Linked DNA regions of Danio rerio: region 1 is linked to region 2. The links are chromatin contacts, called in public Hi-C maps. All regions are on one chromosome and are shown on one strand. The core of a region is the stretch at or near the end of the contact, and the rest is flanking DNA. Distances in the headings are between cores, read along the strand shown.

Region 1 (3,048 bases), core at 429-2,928, 510 kb after region 2:
CACACACGCTGACGATCATGTGAGAGCTCTTGGATTTCACCTAAAATATTTTAATGTGTTCAGATAATGAATGAAGGCCTTGGGTGGTTGGAGCAACATAGAGGTAAATAATTATTAACAGAATGTTCGTTTTACTAAGTAAAACCTTTACTTATTAAGACTTGCTAACTTTGGACTGCCCTTATGTACACCCAGGCCTGACACATTAGACTAGATATAGGTAAATAGAGTTATATTTACAGTTTTTTTTTTTTGTTTTTTGCTAAATAAAAAGTGTATTTGGAGCTTCAAATGGTAAGCATGTAGTGGCATACTTTGTTCCTTTTCTAAACTTTGAACTTCTTGTGACCATTGCTGTCTATGGAGGATATGAGAGCTCTCACATTTCATCTAAAATATTTTAATGTCTTCCGAAAATAAAAATGAAAATCTCAAAAGACTGTAATAACATGACGGTGAGTGATTAATAACAGAATAGTCATTATTATGGCCAACTGACCATTTTTTAAACCTTAGCTTGAAGACTCTTCCATCAGCTCTCCTGTGCTAATATGAAGGATACCTTCATGCATTTCGTGCATTTTTCACACTTACAAGAAATGTTAAGCTCTGAGAGTACACAAAGTTCTTCCAACCATTTTATGAGGGGGCAAGCCAGAGGACAGAAGATACACTTTGTATAATGGACTGAGAGTTTGGTCAGAGAAGACAGAGCGCTGAAGGCATCAGGGGACAGGCAGGAGTCTTCATAGTTCAGCAGTTCCAGGCTGTTCAGGACAGACTCTTCGCCTGCTGTCAAACAAATGATGGGGGACAAATAAAAAAAGTGGAAATATACTCATTTCTTTATATTGTGTCTTTTCTGAACACACATTACCTGAATGTCCACATGCTCCAGCAGGACAAAAGTAATCAACAGGCAGGATCCCATACTTTGGTCCCATTTTCAGAGAGAGGTGTTTTAGGTTGTTCAAACGCGTTAAAAGGCTATGCAGCGCAGTTTTGTTGATGGGGTTTTTATCATCGTGGTAGTGCAGTGAGGTAAGATTGGTAAGTTGTGAAAGGACATTTCTGATCTCCACTATCGAGGCTCTCTGGACTCCACACAAGCACAGATGAGTCAGATTTCTCAGAGATAAAAGCGAGCTGATCAAACTCCGACAGCTACACTGGCAGATGACCAGCCTGTCGAGGTGTTTTAAAGCCGCCAGAGTGACCAGAGCTGTGTCATCGCTGCACTCCAGCAGATTCACTGAGGTGACCCACGGCAGATACAGCACGATCTGCTGCAAGACTTTCGCCTTTGCCTTTTCAACAACTACAGACTTGACTTTCCTCCGGGAAAGAGTTTTCCAGAAGTGTGTGTCGTAGACTCCAGGCTTTTGGATGAGCAGAACGCTGTCTTTCCATAATGCCCAGTGGTCGACCAGTCCCTTAAAATACGTGCAGCTCACACGAACACTCAATTTGTCACGAACAGACAGAAATCCAAACACGTGGATCCAAATCTCCTCCGGCAGCTGAATGTAGGACATCGTCTTCCTCCTCAACAAACGACGACATGTGCTCGCTTATTTCTCGTTTACTGTACATTTGGCATTTTCTCTACAATTCCATATTCCTATCACACGTGCACGATGCAAACTTCTGATTCAGTTTTTGCGATGCTTGCACGAGTCGTTGTGGTGAATCGGATCTTTTAATTTAATCAGTTGAACCAAAACCTTCCTGAGGTGTATTTTGTGTGAAACCCCAAGATTTCTGCATCATACTTATGCAATGTTACCTAGTGAAACTGCAGCACACTGATTGTGTTTGCATTAACAATAACCATATTTATATTTTGTTTATTTTGTATATGCAGTTGTGTGATAACATGTATGTTACATTGAAAAGATTTCGAGTGAGATGTAAATTAATTTTAGCGTCATAGAATGCAAATGTTAAGCGTTATTTTTTACAGGATAATTTTTTTTTATAATTGTTTATTATTTTGGGTTTTGCTCTTTATCCTGTATATCTAATGTAAATATTGTGTAAAATAACTGTTCACTTTTAGTGTAGTCTGTTTTAAACAATTTCTTGGAATCAATAATAAAAAAAAGACTAAAATATTACCTATAAACAAGCGATCTACAAGAACCAATTCACCGAATTAAATAACTCTCACTTTTTGCATTATACACGTTGTTACTTTATGTTAGTGTAATGTTGATGTTTATGTTGTGTTACTTTACGTGAATGTAATGTTAATGTTTATGTTCTCCTTATGGTTTATACCGAGTGAAACTGGGCACTGACTGTATTTGAATTAATAACTATATGTTATGGTTGTGCGATAGCATTGTGAGTCAATGTTGCATTAAAATATTATAATAATAGAGTCAAATTCGTGAACTATTTTAGCGCCTTAAATATAAATATTAAGTATGCTAAGGGAATAACATGATTCTTTAGTAACAGGCTATTTAAAAGAACCGATTCGCTGAACTGAATCATTCTCACTTCCTAGTAGCATTACTGGCGGAAATGACGCAGCCCTTACGCGACGCGAGACGTTAGCCGCTCATTATCCGGGAAAATTCAAACGAGTTTTATGGTAAGCAGTCCATTTTGTAAACATAAGTCCTATTTTCCATTACGCTGTATATTGTTACATTTACTACACGAACTGATGTGTAGATAGTTTTATGTTCGTCAAGAGTTAGTCGTGAACGGGTTTATTTTCGTTTTAACCTTAACGTTAGTGTTTTACAGCAGTTAACAAATAATAAAGCATAGAAATCGGAATTAGAGTAGTGTTAATACTTTTTATTGTTGTTTTATAATGTTTTATTTTACTACTGACGCTGTTTATTGTGTTAATACAAATCCTGACTGATATTCTTTCTGAAAGTAATCTATTTTACTGACGAAAGACTGTATTTTAAACATTTCACTGACGATCAGTGCACTTTTTCAATGTATTTTCTAATTATCTGTTTTGTTTGAATCTTACAGGGTTTTGTTAAGCACAAGGATGACAGAGGGACTATAAACGGTTAGGCA
Region 2 (3,419 bases), core at 363-2,862:
GAAGAGAACAGGAAAATTTATTGGAGATGTTTACCTTTGCCCGTTTACGTCGACTAGTTCTACGACCCTCTGCAGAGTCTTGATCAATGCCTCCTGGTCCAGGAGGGTGCGGCAGAGGGGGTCCACCTGGTTCTCCACTTGGGGAGGCTCTTTCTTTCTTTTTCACATCTGCTGAAATCGGGCCAGAGGGACCCGCTGGACCAGCCTGAGGGGCAGCAAGGGTTTCAGGAGCACGATCACCACCATTACCCCCTGACGAAGAGGAGGAGCCTGGGTCTGACTTCTTATTGGACAACATCACAGATGACAGAGGCTTCTCCTTAATAGAGAAAAGAGCTGAATGCATGTATACCAACAATAGACAACCAGAGGCCAGAATATTTAAATATCTATAGATCATGACTATATTAGACTCCTCATATACCAAACATATTTAGAATGTGCGATCACAGAGCACATGTACAAATGGCCTACGTGTGAATGACTATCCTCAAACATCTTTGGAGTAACAATATTTTTTATTTATCGTCCTCATTTAATCATGATTTAAATTTGTCTATAAAAGATATAGTTCTGTATTTCTCGGGTAATGATCATGCTCTCGATCTTATTGTAAATTTTTTATACACAAATAAGTTGCTAAAAACAATACCTATATTTAATACTTTCCTTGTCGAAGTTTCGTACTATATTGAATTTCTTAAGCTTATTAATAATAAGAAAAATAATACGTTTCTTAAAGCTTATGATAATGTTTTTTTCTTAATGATTGAGGCTTTGTAATTTAATTTTTTTTCTTTCTTTATTTTTGTGTTGTTTTTTTCTTCAATGCAGTGATATTATTCTTGTATTCAATAAAAAAAAAACAATGACTATCATCAAAACAACATGAGGTTTGCATACGTTTAATGTCGACGTTGTGCACCTGCCGTTTGTAAACAAACAAATTACTTTGAAAGGAGCCTATACGAGTAATGATCACATGTTCATTATGATTATGTATTATTACTGAACGTATTGTTTATATTTTGGCTCAATATCTCTGCTCAACAGATCGTGAACAAACCGTTACACAACGTTCACAAATGCTCTAGCATTATACCCAAATAAACAGATGTTTGACCTGCATTAAAATTCGACATGAACATAATTGCCTTTATCGGTGTTTAGCTTTACACCTGTAACGTTAATGTATCTTAAACAGTTTAGATGTTTTAATTGTGCTAACGTTAGCAGAGAAGAAAATCCACAAATTTATGATCAGAACATCAATCGCAGCTCTGAATGTTAGCTAAGCTATTAAAAATGTTTTTCATAAAACGTTCAAATAAAACATATTTTGAAACTATGATGAAATAAGGGAATAACGTCAACTGATGTTCTGATGCAGTGGCTAGCTAAAATGCTATTGCTAGCGGCACGAGCTTTTCATAATGCTTACACAACTAACGTTATTTAAAACATTCAAGCTCCTCTTTGCTAATTTTAGTGTAAATCATACTAAATGTTTGTAACTGGTATGCGTTAATCTCATTTTACGTGTTAGGCTTTGTTTATATATGAAAAAATAATATTTTTCATATTTACCTCCTCGCTGCTGTGGGGGGTTTCACACAAAGAAACAGACGACTGTCCCTGCTGGAATCACACAGCCAATCAGAGTAGACGCTGAAAGTAAACGGGTGGGATCTTAATCGTTCAGCATTGTAATTGGCTAAAAATACCATCAATCAAATGTTGCGGAAAGTAAGGTCTAGTAGGTTATACAAATTCTGCTTGCACGTTTCACCTGTATGCAAAATGTATACTCTGAATCAACAACATAAAATGTAAATTCGGGATCATCAGAGAACCCCAGTAAACATGCTAGGGTGACACAGATTGTCTTAAAATAATTTATAATTAAGTCGCCTACACTAACATAATCTGAAAGATTAACATGCTGAATACTATATCATATTAAACAATTTTTTATAAAAACATGTCTACAAGCTGCAAATTCAGAATTTTATGAAACTAATATTAGCCAGTTAATATCAAGTTTAGATGTCTAAACCATAGACTGTAAAATAAACGATATATGTCTAAACGATATATATCATCTAAAAATAATTAAACCACCAGTCTAATCCGGGAGGGGTCAGCGGTGTGACGTATGTGAAATAGGAGGAGCATACGAAAGGCGGAAAAGCTGACCCAGGTGTTGAACAAGTAAAACAGGTACGGGACTTTGTGAAGGTGTGTCTTTTGTTTTTCGATGTAATTTACGATTTTATAAAAGAGGGCATCTAAGAAAAGCCGCACTGCAAACGCCAAACTCTTTTTTGAGGTGAGTTTTGTTTTCTATGGCTTTAAGACTCCTACTCTTAAAACTGTGATCATCAGTGATTGAGGTTTTTGAAGCACGGGTTTGTTTGTTTTCCTGCGATTGTCATCGGTTGTTGTTTTACTGTCGGTTACTCTCAAGGGAATTAACCTTAACTGTAATCAAAATAAGTTATTAGAAGAAGACCGTTAAGAGACATACATTGGTCAATTAATAATAAACACATTACTTTTTAGTCAAATGTAACAAACCAAAACAATTTATACGTAACATTATTTGTGACTCAATCAGCCAATCAAAATTGGTGTTTGCTTATAATAGAAATTGTTTAAACACTTCATTCTGTTCTGTGGAGTTTTAGCAATATAACTGTTGATGTTGCTATACAATTACAATTTACAATTGGCTCTGCAGTTTTTTGTACTGTACTGTGACCTCTTGTCCATTATATTGATTCATTATTTTAAATATACTACCATGAAAATAATTAAGACTTCTTGAAAACTCTGTTTCTCAGGATTTACATTTTTTTTTAAATGTGTTTTAGTACATTTTTCTTCAACTTTCAACTTTACACATTCAGTACACTATTGGCATATCTTTCAAATTTAAAATTAAGCTTTTTTCCCAAAAAAATAAAACAAATGGAGCCATGTTTCAGACATTTATTTATTTATTTAGACTACACAATAAAAATGTTTTAAATACAGAAGACTTAAGAAATACATTTAGTGAAATAACTTTTATTTTCAGTCACAACAAATAAAAGCACTTGTTATTCTGGCCAGTTGTCCTTTTTTGGAACAAGAAAACAAAACTCTAAATGAGACTCTTTTTGTTTGTAATTTAGAAGAAATGTTATCAGACATTTATTATTGAAACAAACTTTTATATCTTACCTAACATAAGTGCAGTAAATTCAGTGAAAGATTTTTTTTAATTTGTCTCTTATCTTTTTTCCATGTCTTATACATAATTTACTTGCAATGTCTTGTTCCCCCTTTCAGAGAACAGTAGGATGAAGAATGAGGGAGAGACGGCCCAACGGCCTGACAACACAGCCTTCACACAGCAACGTCTCCCGGCATGGCAG

The links. Hi-C and Micro-C count contacts between places; a contact is called where the count stands out from the background.
Region 1: a Hi-C map of hematopoietic stem cells shows a contact between it and region 2, with 2.9 times the contacts expected there. The contact joins the promoter of im:7136021 here to the promoter of kdm1a in region 2. A contact is called at or near these places in 2 of 18 Hi-C or Micro-C datasets (hematopoietic stem cells and an unstated tissue).

The regions. Positions count from the first base shown.
Region 1 is chr17:30,092,985-30,096,032 of GRCz12tu, forward strand. im:7136021 reads right to left here and starts at 1,679. Exons shown (of 4, transcript XR_012393440.1): 1 at 878-1,679; 2 at 636-789. It overlaps mis18bp1 (MIS18 binding protein 1), which reads left to right and starts at 2,519. Exons shown (of 18, transcript NM_001312886.1): 1 at 2,519-2,599; 2 at 3,001-3,048.
Region 2 is chr17:29,583,430-29,586,848 of GRCz12tu, forward strand. It overlaps kdm1a (lysine (K)-specific demethylase 1a), which reads right to left and starts at 1,613. Exons shown (of 21, transcript NM_001242995.1): 1 at 1,588-1,613; 2 at 35-319. The coding sequence starts at 298. It overlaps tmem30b (transmembrane protein 30B), which reads left to right and starts at 2,246. Exons shown (of 8, transcript NM_001002179.1): 1 at 2,246-2,329; 2 at 3,334-3,419. The coding sequence starts at 3,345.